Linked DNA regions of Mus musculus: region 2 is linked to region 1. Evidence: chromatin contacts called from public promoter capture Hi-C data. All regions are on one chromosome and are shown on one strand. The core of a region is the stretch at or near the end of the contact, and the rest is flanking DNA. Distances in the headings are between cores, read along the strand shown. Region 1 holds the start of Ccdc172 (coiled-coil domain containing 172). Region 2 holds the start of Pnliprp2 (pancreatic lipase-related protein 2).

Region 1 (4,041 bases), core at 1,059-3,558:
ACAGTTGTCGGATGAATCATTTCCCGTTTTTAGATTCAGAAGATACATTTTCAGAAAATAGTATGCCCACAGAGCTTTATCATGCCATATACCATTTTTATTTGGCATAAATTTAAATAATACCCCTCTTGCTCTGTACATTATGAGGTGTAATCAGCATACATTGCTATAAAAGGGAAAAAGTCTTAACACTATTCACAATGTATGAATAAAGTTGATTTTAATATCTTAATATGATGTTACTTTAATTCATCATTATGAAAACGGTAGAATTTGAATTGTGGGCTCACATAATTATGTGTGCCTCAATAAACAAAATTAAAATTTAAAACACAGCTAATGTCTATAGTTGTAATGCCTCTAAGAAGATTTTACTAGGATTTAAAGACACTAGAATGCTGTGGGGTGTAAGACGATGACTACGGAGTTTGACAATGACATCCTTCCACATCACCCTCCTCTCAAATCTCCAGTGTCTTTCTTCTGTGTTCCGATGAGAGAAAGGCAAGTGGACTTCCAACAGCTTTCCAGAATCCACTCTGCCAAGTTTCAGTACAGATGGAGGTGTGTTAAATAACAAAGGGAGTTCAAGTGCAACCAGTAAAACTGTAATGCTGAAAAAGTATCACGGTTTTGAAAACCAGCCTTTCTGTGAGAATGGCCGCCATTGCAAGCCCACAGGAAATCACTCTGAAGGGCGCGATGTTATTAGTCTTGTACTTTATCTTTAAAAAGCTCCTACCTTTGATAGTATTTGTGTTACAGTTCAGGAACCTCCAAAGGAGTTGCTCAGAGAAAATGGTTGGAGCCATAATAAGTGTCATTTTCCATCCTTGAATACATGGAAGAGTTTGGTTTCTTTTGGTACATCTAAACTAGATACATACACATATGTATCAGAGGATTATTAGTTACAAAGTATAACCATGAAGAGCTTTGAATGCAATGGTAAGTTCACTATGCTTATGGTGTGGAAGAAAATAACAGCGGAATCCAAAGCTAAATTCAGGGCTCTCAACCCCTGTTTTCTTGGTCTCGGCTTACTTTCCTGTACAAAGTATGCCTCTTCATGAGACACAGGATTCGAATGCTGATTCGGCTACATCCTAGTGATCAAACATGACTGTGGGCAAGTTACTTAGCCTTTCAAGTAACAAAAACATAGTTCTAATGGGATAATTGGCTTGATTAAAAGAATTAGTACACATCAAGGTTTCAGATAGTGACTGAACTGAATAGTCTCATGAATTCATTTTTATTGGAATATTTTGAGTCTGTCTCCTTAACTATATCAGATAAGAAATGACAAAAATCATCTCAAATAGATGTAGAATGCTCAGAAAGAGAGTGCTTAGCAAACAAACAATAAATATTGAATTACATAATAATTATTATATCAAAACACAAGTAACAAAATAATGTTATTATTCCTTATTCATGGGACTTCAAGGTTGTAAATAAGAAGTTCTTGTCAAGAAGGGCTACCCAAAAGACAGAAGATCTACCCAAAAAAACAAAAGGGCTACCCAAAAGATAGTGAGAAAATTTTCATCAATACTTGCTTCTGAATAGCTCCAAGTAATTGTTTTCAACTTCATTTCAAATTTCAGTGTGTATTCTGATAGTTCAAACATTAAACTTTATGCAGACATGACCAGATGAAAATTAAGGTAGAAATTTAGAATAGGTTAGAATTTATAACTGATTATATTGTGGCATTAATGGGCTATTAATTAAGCCTATTCTATGTGACAAAAAATTTCATTTACCTTATTTTACATAATTTAAAACACATTCAAACTAAAAGTTACTTTAAAAAGTCTAGCCAGTGTCAGTTTTACATTTATAATAAAGTCAAATATTTATTACAATGTCAATATTTTGAGCTACCGAAACTGAAAATATTTTTTAATTAAAAAAAGAAGAAAGAAAAACTCATGTAAAAGCCCCAAAGGTGCCTTTCACATTTAAGCCTTAATTAGCAACCACTTTGGTCTCTGACACACATTGTGCAGATATTGAAGTGTTAATATTACCAAGGCTTGATTACAAAAGGCAATGATTAATTTCGGAGCAGACAAAAAAAAAAAATATGCCCTGATTACGAAGGAATGATTACGACGGAATGTCAGATATTGTACGTTTGTCTTTGTGAGCCTCCCAGCATAAGACTTTGCAAAAGTTTATATTTAGAATCACTGGTACTTTGCACTTTGTAATCCTTGAAGACTGGGCGTCCCACCTCTAGAAAGACCCCAGACCCGTGAGCGCAGACCCTGCAGACTGGCCCCACCAGGCTCCCGTAGCTGACTTCTCGCGAGATCAGTGGAGGCCGCCTGCGCTGGACACACGTGAGGGGACGAGGGGACGTCGCCAGCCCCTGACCACAGGCATCTTCCCCTGGGGGAGCGAGGGAGCTGGGGAAGGGAAGCATGGCCCCAGCCAAGGCTGCCATGTCTGTTCTCCAAGACTTTCCTGTGGGAGCTGCACCCAGCACAGAAGCAGGCCGCGCTGTGGGCGAGCATGGAGGAACAGGCCGAGCTCCCCCATGGGGCTCCACTGGGCAGGGGTGGGTGGTGCGGGCAGCCCAGCAGGGAGCAGCCGGACAGCCCTCTCTCTTCGCTGTGCTTTCCAGGATCCTCAGACTCCCTTATCAAATATTAAGGGCGAGCCGGCCGGAGATGAGTCTGGAGTCCTTGTTTCAGCACATCATCTTCAGTGAGCATCAGGCGGAGGAGAGCCGCAGAGTGATGCGGGAAGGTGGGGCCTGCCCCCGGGGGGCCTTCGGCGTTTGGAGCTGGGTGTTTGCACCTCAGACTGGAGGGGAAGGGAAGGCTTGAGTGGAGTTTGCAACCTGGAGGGAAACCTCACATGCCAACAGCTCCTAAGATGGAGGCTTCAGAAAGGTGAATGCAAGTAAAGATTTTGTTTGTATTACAGTAAGGTCGGAGATTACCAGATGTCGTGGGAAAATTAAGAAAGCAACAGAGGACCTGAGTGAAGAGAAAATCAAGTTGGAATCCAAGGTATTGATGCATAGAACATGCTAAGGGTTACTTGAAGAAGTGTCTTGAGCTTGGCTTTGGGGAGCTATTTACTGTCTACGTATCCTTCAGCTAGGAGCCGCAACAGCTATATACTGTGGTTCAATGTTGTCTAGAACCTAAGATTCTGAATCCGCTATCTTTAGTTCTTAACAGGAAGTGGCTCCAAGGAATCCAGACTTACCGAATTCCTTGTCCATTTTGTGGAATGGTTAATGTTTATAAGAGAAGTGTCATTTGGAAGAATAATTGTTCCTTAGTGCAGCATATGAATTTTAAATACTAAGTAATTTAAGCGTGCAATGTGGATGTAACAGACTGTATATATCTTTCAAACGATGGCTTTCTGCTTTTCAGTTCACGACCACGTTTTTGAGTATGTCTCAGCCAAAAGAATCTCTTCCCTGCTCTCATTTCTCTCTTTGGCTGCATTTGTAAAGTTCTGCCTTTTGAAAAATAGGACCAAGGGAACCTCACAGCTTCAAGGAAGAGGTTGAACCAAGGATAGACTTTTGAGAAAGAAAAGAGATTTAGTAGGAGAGACCTTTGGTAGCAGTAGGGGGCAGATCTTCCCCAGGCACATTGAGAGAGGACTCTGGGCGCCAGCAGAGGGCTGCTGAGAGAGCTGGAAGGGAATTGTCCAGAGGGGGGGCAGTGAACGTGCTGTCAGGGGTCTCCTTGTGCTCTGATCACAAAGATGGGGGTGGACAGTGAAGATGGTGAGGGTGTGCTGAAGGCCTCAGTCCAACAGGAGGGATTCCGTGTCCAGTGAGTCCACAGTGATAATGTTCCAACACCTAAAGATGAGCTAGGGGAGCAGTGCATAGGGGCAGACTATTTTACTTAATCACTCAAAGGATTTTGTTAATAAAATCTTCATTTTATTACATATTAAATATAAATTTATATTTAACAGAAATATAAGCTATACATTTATGTATATAAAGTATTACTCTATTAACTTAGCATGTATCTGTGAGGAGTTTTCAGTTTTCTG
Region 2 (3,587 bases), core at 518-3,017, 250 kb after region 1:
GGCTTTGTGCCCTTGCCATAGTTCCTATTCTAGTCTATTGTATAGTCCACCTTCCCCCTAGGCCATAGTAAATACTTGTGTATGGGTGTAACTCAGCTATCTATAGTTCTAAGTATCTACTCTGGTTCCTTCTTAGATCACAAACTTCCTTCTTCCTAGATAATGATAAATTCCTGTGTAGGGCAGTGACTTAGCTATCCATGTCCAAGGTCGGATCAAGGACTGCCTAGAATCTAACTTAGCTATATGTCAAAAAAAATCAATCCTTAGGAGCACTTGTGATAAAGCAATATTAAGGGAAAGCACACAGATCTGTTTACCAACTAAAGCAAGGACATTGGAGCATTCTTTATACAGGATGCCACGATTCCAGGAGACTAATTTTCCGTGAACTTTTCGCCTTGGGACAGTGCCCAGGTTTTTGGGGCCTGTTGCACTTGTCACTACTGGAGTGGATGTAGCACAAAACCCCTGAGCAGTTTTCTAGTGAGTTTAGCCTTTGGAAAGTGTTTCCTCACATGGCATAAATCTGTTTTATCGGACTTCTGGAAGTGAGGATGACCATGTCCTATCCTTGGCCTTCGGAACAAAACCTGGAACCTGGGAATAACAAGAAAGACTTCTCACATTACAGGAACTGTAACTCTGGTGTCTAGCTCTCCCTCAGAGCAGTGTGTGCCAGGAGAGCCACCACTGTTCTCTATGGAGATGTTTCCCTTGATTCTTTGACTGATCTGTAGCTGGAGCCATGGTCACACTCAACCAGGCCTAGGAGTTGCTCACGTATTCAGAAGAGGTGGGGGTGGGGGGGAGGACTGCTGATGCCAAGGCACTCTGTAGAAAGCCACACAGCTACCTGTGCTGTCTCAGCAGCTATCCGCGACCCTTCAGTGATGTCTGTCCCCCTTGGTCAGAGACTGGAATCAAGGGCATTGAGTTGACCACAGCCTCAGTACCAGATGGGCTGCCTAGCTTAGTGAAGCCTGGGCAAGCGGAGAACATCTGAGGGCTGTTAAAGCTAGGAAATGCCAACTTGGATACTTTCCCACTGTATATCCTTCAGTGTGTCCACGCAATGCCAACTTGAAACACGGCAGGGTGGCACCTGGCTACTCACTCAGGACGGCTTCTTAGCTCTGAAGGAAAGAAAACATTTCCACTTCTTATCTCCAGGTCAAAGTACCACAGGTGCTTTGCAAATGGCAAAGATTGTTTCTAAACAAACCTGGTTGGAAACAAAGTCACTGGTATGGCTATCTCCTTCTGTACCCTCTGTGCCTTTCCAGCCTCTTTCTGAGTTCACTGAGGCTGAGGACTGCTGCCCACCTGTTCCACCCCTCAAGTGACCAAGTTGTGTATCTTCACAAATACTCCTTTTCATTGTTTATGATAACTGGGGTTCAGAGCACTCATGTGCAGCTTTATCTCTCCTGCCCTGTTATTTCTTCAATGGAGTTCAAAAAAGAAAACTTGTTTATAAAGGGTCATGGCCTCTGGTCATAACTATACATCCCAGTGTACCACAGTAAATCATAGTGACACCTGAACAAGGAGAGAAGCTGGGCTTAGGGCCAAAAGGGGAGGTGACTTCAGGAGAAGACTTTGAGCCGGAAGGTCCCAGGGTGGTGCTGCCACGATCATTAAACTCTGGGAGGCCTCAGCATCCGGTCCCGCCCACTGGGGATAGCCCCACCTACACAGCCTCCCGTACCGCCCACCCGGGACAGCCCCACCTACACAGGCTGCCGGTCTTCTAGTTGTTCACATTCCCCAGTGCACTCCAGAACCAACTGCCTCTTTGGGTCCAGCCTCTGCTGGCCTCATCCCTATCCTATGCCTATGGATGTCCGTGGATGTCTGTTTCCATCCGTGCAGATGTTGCTCTGCTGGCTCGTCAGCCTTCTGCTGGCCACAGTCGGAGGTGAGGATGCTGTCACCATCCCTCTAGAGGAAAGATGATGTCCTGAGCTTGATATCATGGAGACTGAGATGGATAAATGGCATGTCATGCTTAGTAAGAACTTAATGTTTAAGTAGTAATTAGTTCATGCTAAGTAGTAAGTACTTAACGTGAAGAACTGTGTGACTTGCACTGAGCTGCCTGGCAGCTTCCTGTGCTATTTTATCATAGGTGGATGTGCTTTGAGTTTTGCCTGTGGGCAAGGGTGCTTACTAAACATGCCATTGAAGGACAAACCTAGGACCCTCAGGGTAGAGTGTCTGAGAAAGAAACCTGGAAGTGTGTATGTGTTAGATGTGTCCAGCACCCAACAGCTCTTACAAGTGCAGAAGATCCAGGGTCCACCTGGAAACCCTTCCTGTGACAGATGATATTACTCCTTCCCAGAACCTTATGCCTGTCCTGTTTGTGGTTTGTTCTCCCCCCGCCCCCTCCAGGGAAAGAGGTTTGCTATGGACACCTTGGATGCTTTTCCAATGACAAGCCCTGGGCAGGGATGATTCAGCGGCCTTCGAAGATATTCCCTTGGTCCCCAGAGGACATTGATACCCGCTTTCTTCTGTACACAAACGAGAATCCAAACAACTACCAAGTAAGTGTGGGCATGGAGTGCCTGTGTTGGGTGACAGGAGTCAGTATGAACCACATACTGGGGCCACTAAGTGGCTGGCTAGGGCATAATTAACACTTTGGGACTGTCCTAGTGTGGGAGTTCTTGTCTCTAAGGGTCATAAGCCTTGAGTATCTCAGAAAATATACAAATAAAATACCAAAGTGTACACGGGGACATTTATGGAGAAGCCCAGGCAGAACCCATCTAAGCACTCCATCCCTTCTCTCATGGAGCAATAATATATGCATAGCCTTCCCAGGATGATACAAGACAGGAAAGGAAGACATGCAATTCAACACAAAGGATTTGAAAATATGAGGTCTCTGGGGAGATTATCAGAACAGGCCTATTCCAGATGGTCAGGTGACCAGGGAGTTCTTTTAAACGATGACATTGCTATGAGTTTAAGTAGTTCAAGCTTTGGCCCCTGGCAGGTGGGTCTATCTCTGGGTGCCTGGGGTTATCTACTACGGGACTTAGTTCCTCCATCTTGGAAACTATGTAGACACAATGGCCATTCCTGTCTTTATTGTCTTATCTTTCTAGCATTTGCTGGCATAAGAGTCCCCAGCAAACCTGTGGGCATATGGAAGTCTATGTTGAAGTACCAGGCTCCCCAAGCTGGAGCTCAGGCCCTGTGGCTTCTAGACAAGAGTTTTCTACCTTCCTTATTCCAGGAATCTCTTTAGCTACCCGAGGAAGCCTGCAGGCCCTTCTCAGGATAGCATGTCCAAATAGACACAATAAAATGTAATGGACTACAAAGAAAATCAGAGATTGAAAACAGTCATCAGCATGTGAGAAAGACAGAAAATATGTAGCATAGTATTAAATGTGCAATTTTATCATCTCAGTAAAGACTGATCTGGTTCAAGCTTCATGAAGACGGACAGTCAGAGAACATGCGCTTTCCAGATTCACAGGACTCAGCCACAGGGTTCTAGACCTGGGATCTCACTGGTCCCATCGGTCTGGCTGCCGCAGGTCTGCAGATGGGCCAGGACAACATTCAAA

Evidence for each region. Promoter capture Hi-C pulls out the DNA fragments that hold promoters and counts their contacts.
Region 2: a promoter capture Hi-C map of stem cell-derived epiblast-like cells shows a contact between it and region 1, with 3 times the contacts expected there. The contact joins the promoter of Pnliprp2 here to the promoter of Ccdc172 in region 1. A contact is called at or near these places in 2 of 39 promoter capture datasets (hippocampal neurons and stem cell-derived epiblast-like cells).

What each region holds. Positions count from the first base shown.
Region 1 is chr19:58,509,677-58,513,717 of GRCm38.p6, forward strand. It overlaps Ccdc172 (coiled-coil domain containing 172), which reads left to right and starts at 2,309. Exons shown (of 9, transcript NM_029372.3): 1 at 2,309-2,390; 2 at 2,636-2,760; 3 at 2,941-3,026. The coding sequence starts at 2,682.
Region 2 is chr19:58,757,956-58,761,542 of GRCm38.p6, forward strand. Pnliprp2 (pancreatic lipase-related protein 2) reads left to right here and starts at 1,768. Exons shown (of 12, transcript NM_011128.2): 1 at 1,768-1,921; 2 at 2,398-2,552. The coding sequence starts at 1,834.